2 separate regions of the Mus musculus genome follow, and region 1 is linked to region 2. The links are chromatin contacts, called in public HiChIP or PLAC-seq maps. All regions are on one chromosome and are shown on one strand. Each heading gives the region's core, a stretch centred on a gene start, on an enhancer-like site or on the middle of the called end of the contact. The rest is flanking DNA. Distances are from core to core; before and after follow the strand shown.

What was found. HiChIP or PLAC-seq counts read pairs in DNA pulled down with a chosen protein or histone mark.
Region 1: a contact with region 2 is called in an H3K27ac HiChIP or PLAC-seq map of large pre-B cells, with 3 times the contacts expected there. The contact joins two enhancer-like sites. A contact is called at or near these places in 1 of 15 datasets of contacts at CTCF or cohesin (CD8 T cells), 11 of 484 Hi-C or Micro-C datasets (B cells, DN2 thymocytes, the N1E-115 cell line and 4 more) and 1 of 115 datasets of contacts at active chromatin or transcription factors (large pre-B cells).

The regions. Positions count from the first base shown.
Region 1 is chr14:25,122,379-25,126,268 of GRCm38.p6, reverse strand. No RefSeq gene overlaps it. Among named protein-coding and RNA genes, the nearest start is that of Gm32224, 3.7 kb to the left of the region's middle. Within about 2 kb of position 2,163, at least 20 of the 459 cell types and tissues checked have an H3K27ac peak or open chromatin away from gene starts, as enhancers often do.
Region 2 is chr14:25,031,086-25,034,738 of GRCm38.p6, reverse strand. No RefSeq gene overlaps it. Among named protein-coding and RNA genes, the nearest start is that of Gm41112, 18 kb to the left of the region's middle. Within about 2 kb of position 1,643, at least 53 of the 459 cell types and tissues checked have an H3K27ac peak or open chromatin away from gene starts, as enhancers often do.

The DNA of each region.
Region 1 (3,890 bases), core at 914-3,413, 91 kb before region 2:
AGCTTGCAGAATTGGACTAGAGTTGTTCAGTCTGATGCTGAGTGTTGGAGTGTTTGTCTGGAAAGTTTTGTCATCAGACCCATGAATAACTCATTTTCCAATTTCCTAAGATGTTTTAAGATGCCCCTCCAGTGAAGCCAGGCCTGGTCATCCTCCACTAAGTCCCTGGCCCACCCTATCACCCCTCTTGGTGATCCTTAGCAGATCCACAGGCAGCTCAGAGAGAGGCACGTGCTAGGGCCTGAGGTCCCTGCTGGATCTCTTGTATATGTGTGGGGAAGCCACTCCACTATTGTCTGCTAAAGCTAAATGAGGGAGACACATGTCTATGTCCCATTCCTTACCAAGTCATTTCTCTGCCTCTCTTGTGTTTGGATTAAAGACATACTCAGTTAGCTGAGTATAGTGGTACATGACTTCAATGCCAGCACTTGGGAGGCAGAGGCAGGTAGATCCTTGTGGGTTTCTGTAGACTAGCCTGGTCTACAGAACAAGTTCCAGGACAGCCAGGGCTACGTAGTGAAACCTTGTCTCCCCTGACTCCAAACCAGGACAGTAAGTATTCATTTTTATGGTTGCAGTGTTTGTGAATCCAGTGTATAATAATCAAACAAAGACAATAACATTTCTATCCCCTTAGATCCTGACCTGTTTGTTATGTGTAGAACATTTAAAGACCTCTCATGTGCTGATTTTGAGATCTACAATATTATTGTTAACTATGTTCATCCAATTGCACACAAAAACAGTGTTGTTGTGTGTCATATTTTGTGGGGGAGTACATGCAGTCTCACATGTGTACATATGTGCATGTGTGTGCATGTGTATGTGTGTGCATGTGTATGTGATATATAGAGAGGGGGAGGGGGAAGGAGAGGAAGAGAGTGCATGTAACCAGCAGTCAAGGTCAAGTGTCCTCCGTATTGCCCAGTACCTGATTTCACTGAACTTGGAGTTCACCACGTGCCTAAAGTCACTCGGCTCCAGGCATCCTCCTGGCTCCACGTCTCTGTGCTGGGATTACAGGTGCACACTCACAGCACATGGCGTTTTACCTGTGTGCTGGAGTTTGAACTCAGGTCCTACTGCTTACACATGTGCCTTCCGACCTAGCCATCTCCCCATCCATCCCCTTGCCACGTGTTGTTTGAGTATTGTAGGTGTATGCATTTCTATGCAAAGCGCACAGCATTGGATGTTGAAAAAAATGAGCAACTTGAGGCTCAGAGAGGCAGAGCAACTTACCCGGCTCACACAGCCTCTACTTGCTGTACTTTTGCCAGATCCCCATCCCTGAGCCTAGAGGTGAAATCCCTGCTCCTTAGCCAGCATCCGTTCTTCACAAGCTACCCAGGCCATTACTGAAGTGTGAACGTTAGGAAAGAAGGCTTTGCCAGCCAGCCATGGCATGTCACCACCCTGATATACTGAAGAGGGTCATTTTCACCTCTGCCGTGTAACATTGGGTATACATTTTTCTCTTTCTGCCCCTGTGGTCCATATCTATAAAATGTGTTCAGTACCCTCCTTCTAGGGATGTGAGATACTAGTTCATTTTTTCAACCCTCTAAGTAATTTCTCTGTAAGTGATTTGCGGATTCCCAGCTCAGGACATTCCACCCCCTTTGAACCACTGCCCGAGCTCACTTTTGCATTAATATCTGACCACCCTGCCCTGCAGACCTATCCACAGAGGGATATTAAATGCACCATGCCGTTTTCTACGAAGCAGCTCTACAGCACACTCAACTCCCCACCTTGAATGTGGTTGCTACTGGGTTTCAGAAGCAATGAGAGGATCCCTAAAAAGGAAAGAGTGGGGAGGCAATGGATGGTCAGACACAAAAACAAGTGTGGATGTGTTTTTGACTGCAGGTGCAGTGCAGCCTGGGGTGGGGGCAGTAGCTGGAACAGCTAGTAGCTAACAAGGGATCGCCCCCTGCAGGGAGAAGGTGCTGGACCCCAGCATGGTGGCTAGTGGGACTTGCAGGCTCCTGGTTCCCTGATCTCAGGGCTGCCTCCACTTTGCAGCCTCTGTCCCTGAGCCTGGCTCCTGCCAACGTTTATCCACAGCAGCCTCACAGCCACTGCAGAGCAAACAAAGGCAGAGGTGCTCCTGTAGACAGCGCACCACGGCTGGGAAACAGGGGCTGTCTGTACCTTTCGATGCTGTCACCCCATTAATCTTGTACCTCTGCAGCCCTTCTGAAGAGCACACTCAGAGTGGCCCATTCATTACAGCTCTAATAACAGCGGCGGGCATGAAAGTGCCAGGCTGTGGAGGAGCCGGCCTCTGTAGCTGCACAAAGCCAATACTTTTTAAATACATTTACACAGCAATAAATAAAAGCGGTCTCAGTTTACCTCGGTATTAAACTCTATTTGCGCGTCAGAGTTAAGGGCCGCATTTGTGTCTTGCTATTCAAATTTATTCGTGTGCAGCTCTGAGCCCGACTGCATTTATTTCATCGTGTAGTAATGGTGGCTGAAGCTTAAGGGGCCTTTCATCACCAGGCTGCCCTCATTAAGGGCTCTGCTCCAGGCTCCTGGGCTCAATTCGGCCACCGTGAAGACCACCCCCATTAACCAGAGGGAAGGACAAGGCAAAGAACTGATAGGGCTTCATTAGCCTCCCCTGGCAGCTGGCTGGCCAGGAGCCAGGGACTAGTAAGGTCCCTGTCCCCCAAACTCTGCCACAGAGATGATTCCCTAAAGGGTTAGATGTATCTTCCACCCACCCTTCCTCCACGTACAATATTGAGTCCCAGGGGCATCGCTAGAGCAGGTGGGGCTCTGGCACGGCAAAGATCCATTCAAGATCATTCTGACCTTGGATGGCTTGTTTCAAGGCTGGTCAGTTTGGGAGCATGTTCACCATTGGAAGCAGTTCAATGCAACCGCTGTGGACAATTCCTTCCCTCCACAGGCAGCTCAGAGTTCAACGGGCCCCTCTGCTTTCCTTCAGAGGCTCTGGGACGAGGAAAAAGAACACCATCGATGTTCAAGCTTGGCGGGCAATAAATCTCTTGCCTGTAGCTTGTGGAAACACTGTCCAGAGGCCTTCTGATATTAGGAACCCAAAGCTCCAGAACTTCAAATCCTCGAACATTGTCCTTGGGTTGAGGCCAAGGCAAGTAGGCACATGGTACCTGCTGGCCATGGCCGGAGGACTTTCCGGGATGGGGTGGGGCTCTGTGTAGATAATAAAGACAAGGTTTGCATTTGTCGGTAGAGGAGGAATGCATGCGCCTGTGGAGGTCAGAGGTCAACTCACAACATCACTTGTACAGGAGCCCTCTACCTTGTTCCTTTGAAACAGTCTCTCCCTTGTACTTGAAGCTCTATGCTTTCAGCTATGCCGATTGACCATGGAGCCCCAGGGACCAGCTTGTCTCTCCCTCCCCAATGTTGGAATTACAAGGTCATGCCACCATAACCTTTTCACATGAGTGCTAAGGGATCCAAATTCAGGTCCTCGTGCTTGTGCAACAAGTACTTTATTGACCGTAGGGATTTGTGACATCAACGGAAGAGCCTCAAGAAGGTGTCATGAGAATACCTGGATCCCCTTACATGTGTCAAATGGTGGCATCTTATTTCCAAGCAAAATCTAGCTCTTGGTGACCTGTTCTCAAATTCACCTGGGGTGATCTTTTTACCTTGTTTCATTTGTCCTGAGTCTAGGAGACATACTAGGAAGATATTGCCTCCCCTGGAACAGCCCAGTGCCAAGGAAACAGAAAGTCTCTCCCTACAATAGGAAAGCGGAGGCCATACAGCTGGTCAGTTTTGCAGTTGAGAAACTCTAGTCTGGCTCTTTATCCCTATGTGGCAGAAACAGCATCAGTAATTATAGGGCCACAGCTGGACCCTAGACCTCTGAGGCAATC
Region 2 (3,653 bases), core at 394-2,893:
GAGCTATAGCCAGCGAGCAATAGCCAGCGAGCTAGAGCCAGCGAGCTATAGGGTCCTGTCTGTCTCTGTTTCCCTCGCACTCCTTCCATGCCCAGGTTTTTATGTGGGTGCTGGATTTGAACTCAGATCCTCATGCTTGACCAGCAGGCACTTTACTGATGGAGTCATTCCCACAGTCCCCTTAGGCAGATTCTTTTGAGTCTAAAGCCACATCCATATGCTGCTCAGGGCATGAATATTGCACACTAACAGGATAAGAAAATGAAGGTGTAAGGAAAAAAAGAATACTAGCCCCAGACCTTGGGATAATTGAAAAACAAAAAAGAGCAAATCCTCCCTCCTCCAGACTTCCTGACACCAAGGACCAGTGAGGTGGCTTAATGACCCTGAGGATGTGCAAGGTCAGGGGGAGCAGTCAAGGGACAGATGGTGAGACAGGTACAGTTGGGCCCTACCTTAGCACCCAAGAACTTCTGGGAGGAACAGATGAAGCCTGGGAATAGAATCGTACTCTGAAAATTGCCCAGCAATAATGGATGGGTGGCAACCTGCTCTCTTCACCCATCCTAGAGCCTGTGTCTGGCTGGAGCTGAGACATCTTGAAAATAGTTTTGCCCTTCCTAAACGCCCATGGAATTTGGTTGCCATGTGGCAGCACTGGAAGATGAGGCCTTGAAGACAAGATTAAGTATGTATCATTTGCAGCAAGAGTAAGGCCATTCTGCCAGTGGCTTAATGCTTGCCGAAGTGGATTAGTTACTCGAGAGAGCAGGTTGCTGTAAGCCGAGGCATCTCTCCTGTTGTGTCCCTTCGGCACGTGCTACCTGTCAACTTCGTGTTTACGATGAGGCCCTTGTCACTTGCTGCCACCTAATCTTAGACTTCCAGCCACCAGAACCATGAAGGCTCTACTCGAACCTCTATCATTTAGAAATAACCCAGTCTCCGGTATTTTGGTATAGCAACAACAAAGAGACAGACACAAGTGCTGCCCAGCTTCTGTTCCTGTGGAAGGGATGCGTGCAAGCTATTACAGTGTGGAGAGTTTGTCCCTATTCATGCAGGTACCATTTCTTCTTAATTATTATAACCTACCTCACAGCTTTCCAAATACCCACACATATGGAGTAACATAATCGCTGTGTGAGGACAATAGGTTCTAGTCTCCGGTCATGCGTATGACATGGGCTACGTCCCAAAGTGATCGTAGAATTGAGGTTCAAATGGCCAGCCCTTCTCCAGCATCCACAGCCCGTCCATTCTAGATCTGCTCAGTTGCTCCATGGCCACCTCTCTTTGGGTTATTCAGGTAGATACAAACATGTCCGGCCACCTTGGATCACCCAGAGAGAAGCTTGCAGCTGGGAACGAGGTTAGCTGATCTCTTAGTGTGACCTCCATCCTATCCCCATGTCATCTCCTGGGTGTTCTTGTCTCAGGGGCTCTGGCAGTTGTGAGATGAGGAGCTTACATCTCCTCTACCAACACTGAGGAGCCCACATTTTCTCTATGCAGCATGTGGCTTTTCCTCTAAGGTAGAAAGGAGCGGATGGAGGGACAAAATGAGACATCCTTCCTTACCTTTGAACTTGAAGTGTGTACATCTGCACCACATGGCCCTGTCTGAGTTCCCCAAACCACCAGGACTGAGCAGAGCAGGATGTGGGGTGGTGACGGGGTGACAGGGGACTGGGCCTCTTAGTGCTGGTGCTTGTACTGGTGTCCATGAGAGTTTTTCTAAGGGACAAGCAAGCCAATAGTCTACCCCACCCAAGATCACAGCAAGAGTGCTTAGGGACACTGCTCACCAAGAAATGCAGGATGGTGTTTGTCACAGAGTCCAGCCAATTGTAAAATCACCCACCTCGCATACCACTGTTCCCTCTCCTGCCAGCCCCACTGAGCACTTAAGAGCAAGTGGGGGCAGCAGCTCACCCTCTACCAGCTGAGACCCAGAATGCAATTAGACATGATGACCCAGACCAGTGTCCTAGAGACCCGGAGGCTAAGGACTTAGGAGTCTAAAGAGGAATAGCATGTGCTGGCTGGAGTATCACTGGGAAATTGTTGCTGGCATACAGAGCCTTGTCTTTATAATCTACCACATCTGGGCTTGGGGGGAGAACCCCACCAGATGTTCAGAAAGCAGTTTTCCTCATTCTTTATAAAGCACAACAATGTATTGTGGTCAAATGCAAATGTGTGTGTGTGTTCAAAGCATGTGCTCTTGGTGTTTAAAGGATGTTGCATCCTATATGATGACACTTAGGGCCATAAATCACACCCACAGTGGGGCAGGGTGGAGGACAAGACAACTGTGCTCCTCCCTGCTCCCTCTGCTGTCTCGGTGCCCGTGATTTCTCTGCCTCTTTCCAAGCTGCATCATGTTGGAATCTTCAATAAGCCGAATCCAGGAGTGCCCTTCCTACACCCCATCTGCTGGGAACAGGCTTCAAGTCTCTCCCTGCTTCAGAGCACGGATCAGGCACAGCCCAGGGCATGATTTGTTTTCTCTACGTGTAGTGCCTTCAACAGTGGTTAATTTATAAATTAGGCACCATGAAAGATGAGGCACAACAACTGGTAACAAAACGGAGCAGTTGTAACAATATATTGTAGCGAGTTATGTGAGTGAGCTGCCTCTCTTTTGCTCCCTCTCAAACTATTTTTTTAATGCGGCATTTAAGCACAAGCCCTCATATGGCAATTGACCTGAGAACTAAGAAGACCATGAAATGACTAATGGGTGGATAGTGGATGTAACATGTATTCACCGGCTGTAGGAATGATTCATAACTGGGCAAAGCAGAGTCGGGCAATATAAGATTTCATCATGCTACTCCGAATGGCACAGAATACATTAAAAAGCCTGTGTGCAGTCTCTTTCTGTAATTTTTTTTATTTAGCATTTTCAGATTGTGATTGGCCAACCGCAAGTTTACTTGTCAAGACAAGGGAAGCCATAGACAGCAGGCTCTACTGTACTCAGGTTGGAATCTTAGCTCAGCCGCCTGGCATCTGGGTGACCTTGGGTAAACTACCTACAGGCCATCCCTCTATGTCTTCCTTCCTTTTCAGGATGAGCAGCACGGGCCTGCCTGTAGGGCCCCACTCCTGGCTCATTCCGAAGGTGGGAAGATGCGGGAGAGGTATGTCCAGCTGACTTACTTGAGATAGGCGTTGTTCTCAGATGACCTTCATTGTCATGAGGGAAATAGTTGACTGCTTTTCCCAGAAATCTGAGTCCACTGGGACACCACCATCCTGCCTCAAACCCTCAAGTAGTCCTGTTACCCGAAGGACAGAGTCCCTGGGGGCTGAAGGAGACATGGGGCCACATCCCACAAAGCCATCTGGGCCTCCTTCCCACTGTGCTCTGGAAGATGCTCGCCCACCTCCTCCCATGCCGGGATCACATGGCCTGACCTGGAGTCTGTGAGCAAGGCTGTACTATCTGTTCTCCTCCATTTGATACTCACTCATCTTCTAAGCCCAGCGGAAGTCCCGGATACGTGTCAGCTCCGCTGGCTGCCTTCTGTGCTCCAGGTGAAGTTGCTGCCGTTTCTGCTCCTTGTGCAGTCTATCTGCCCTTGCCTCTATTTACCCTCTGTGCCTGACACACACCAGAGAATCCTTTTGTACAATGACACCTG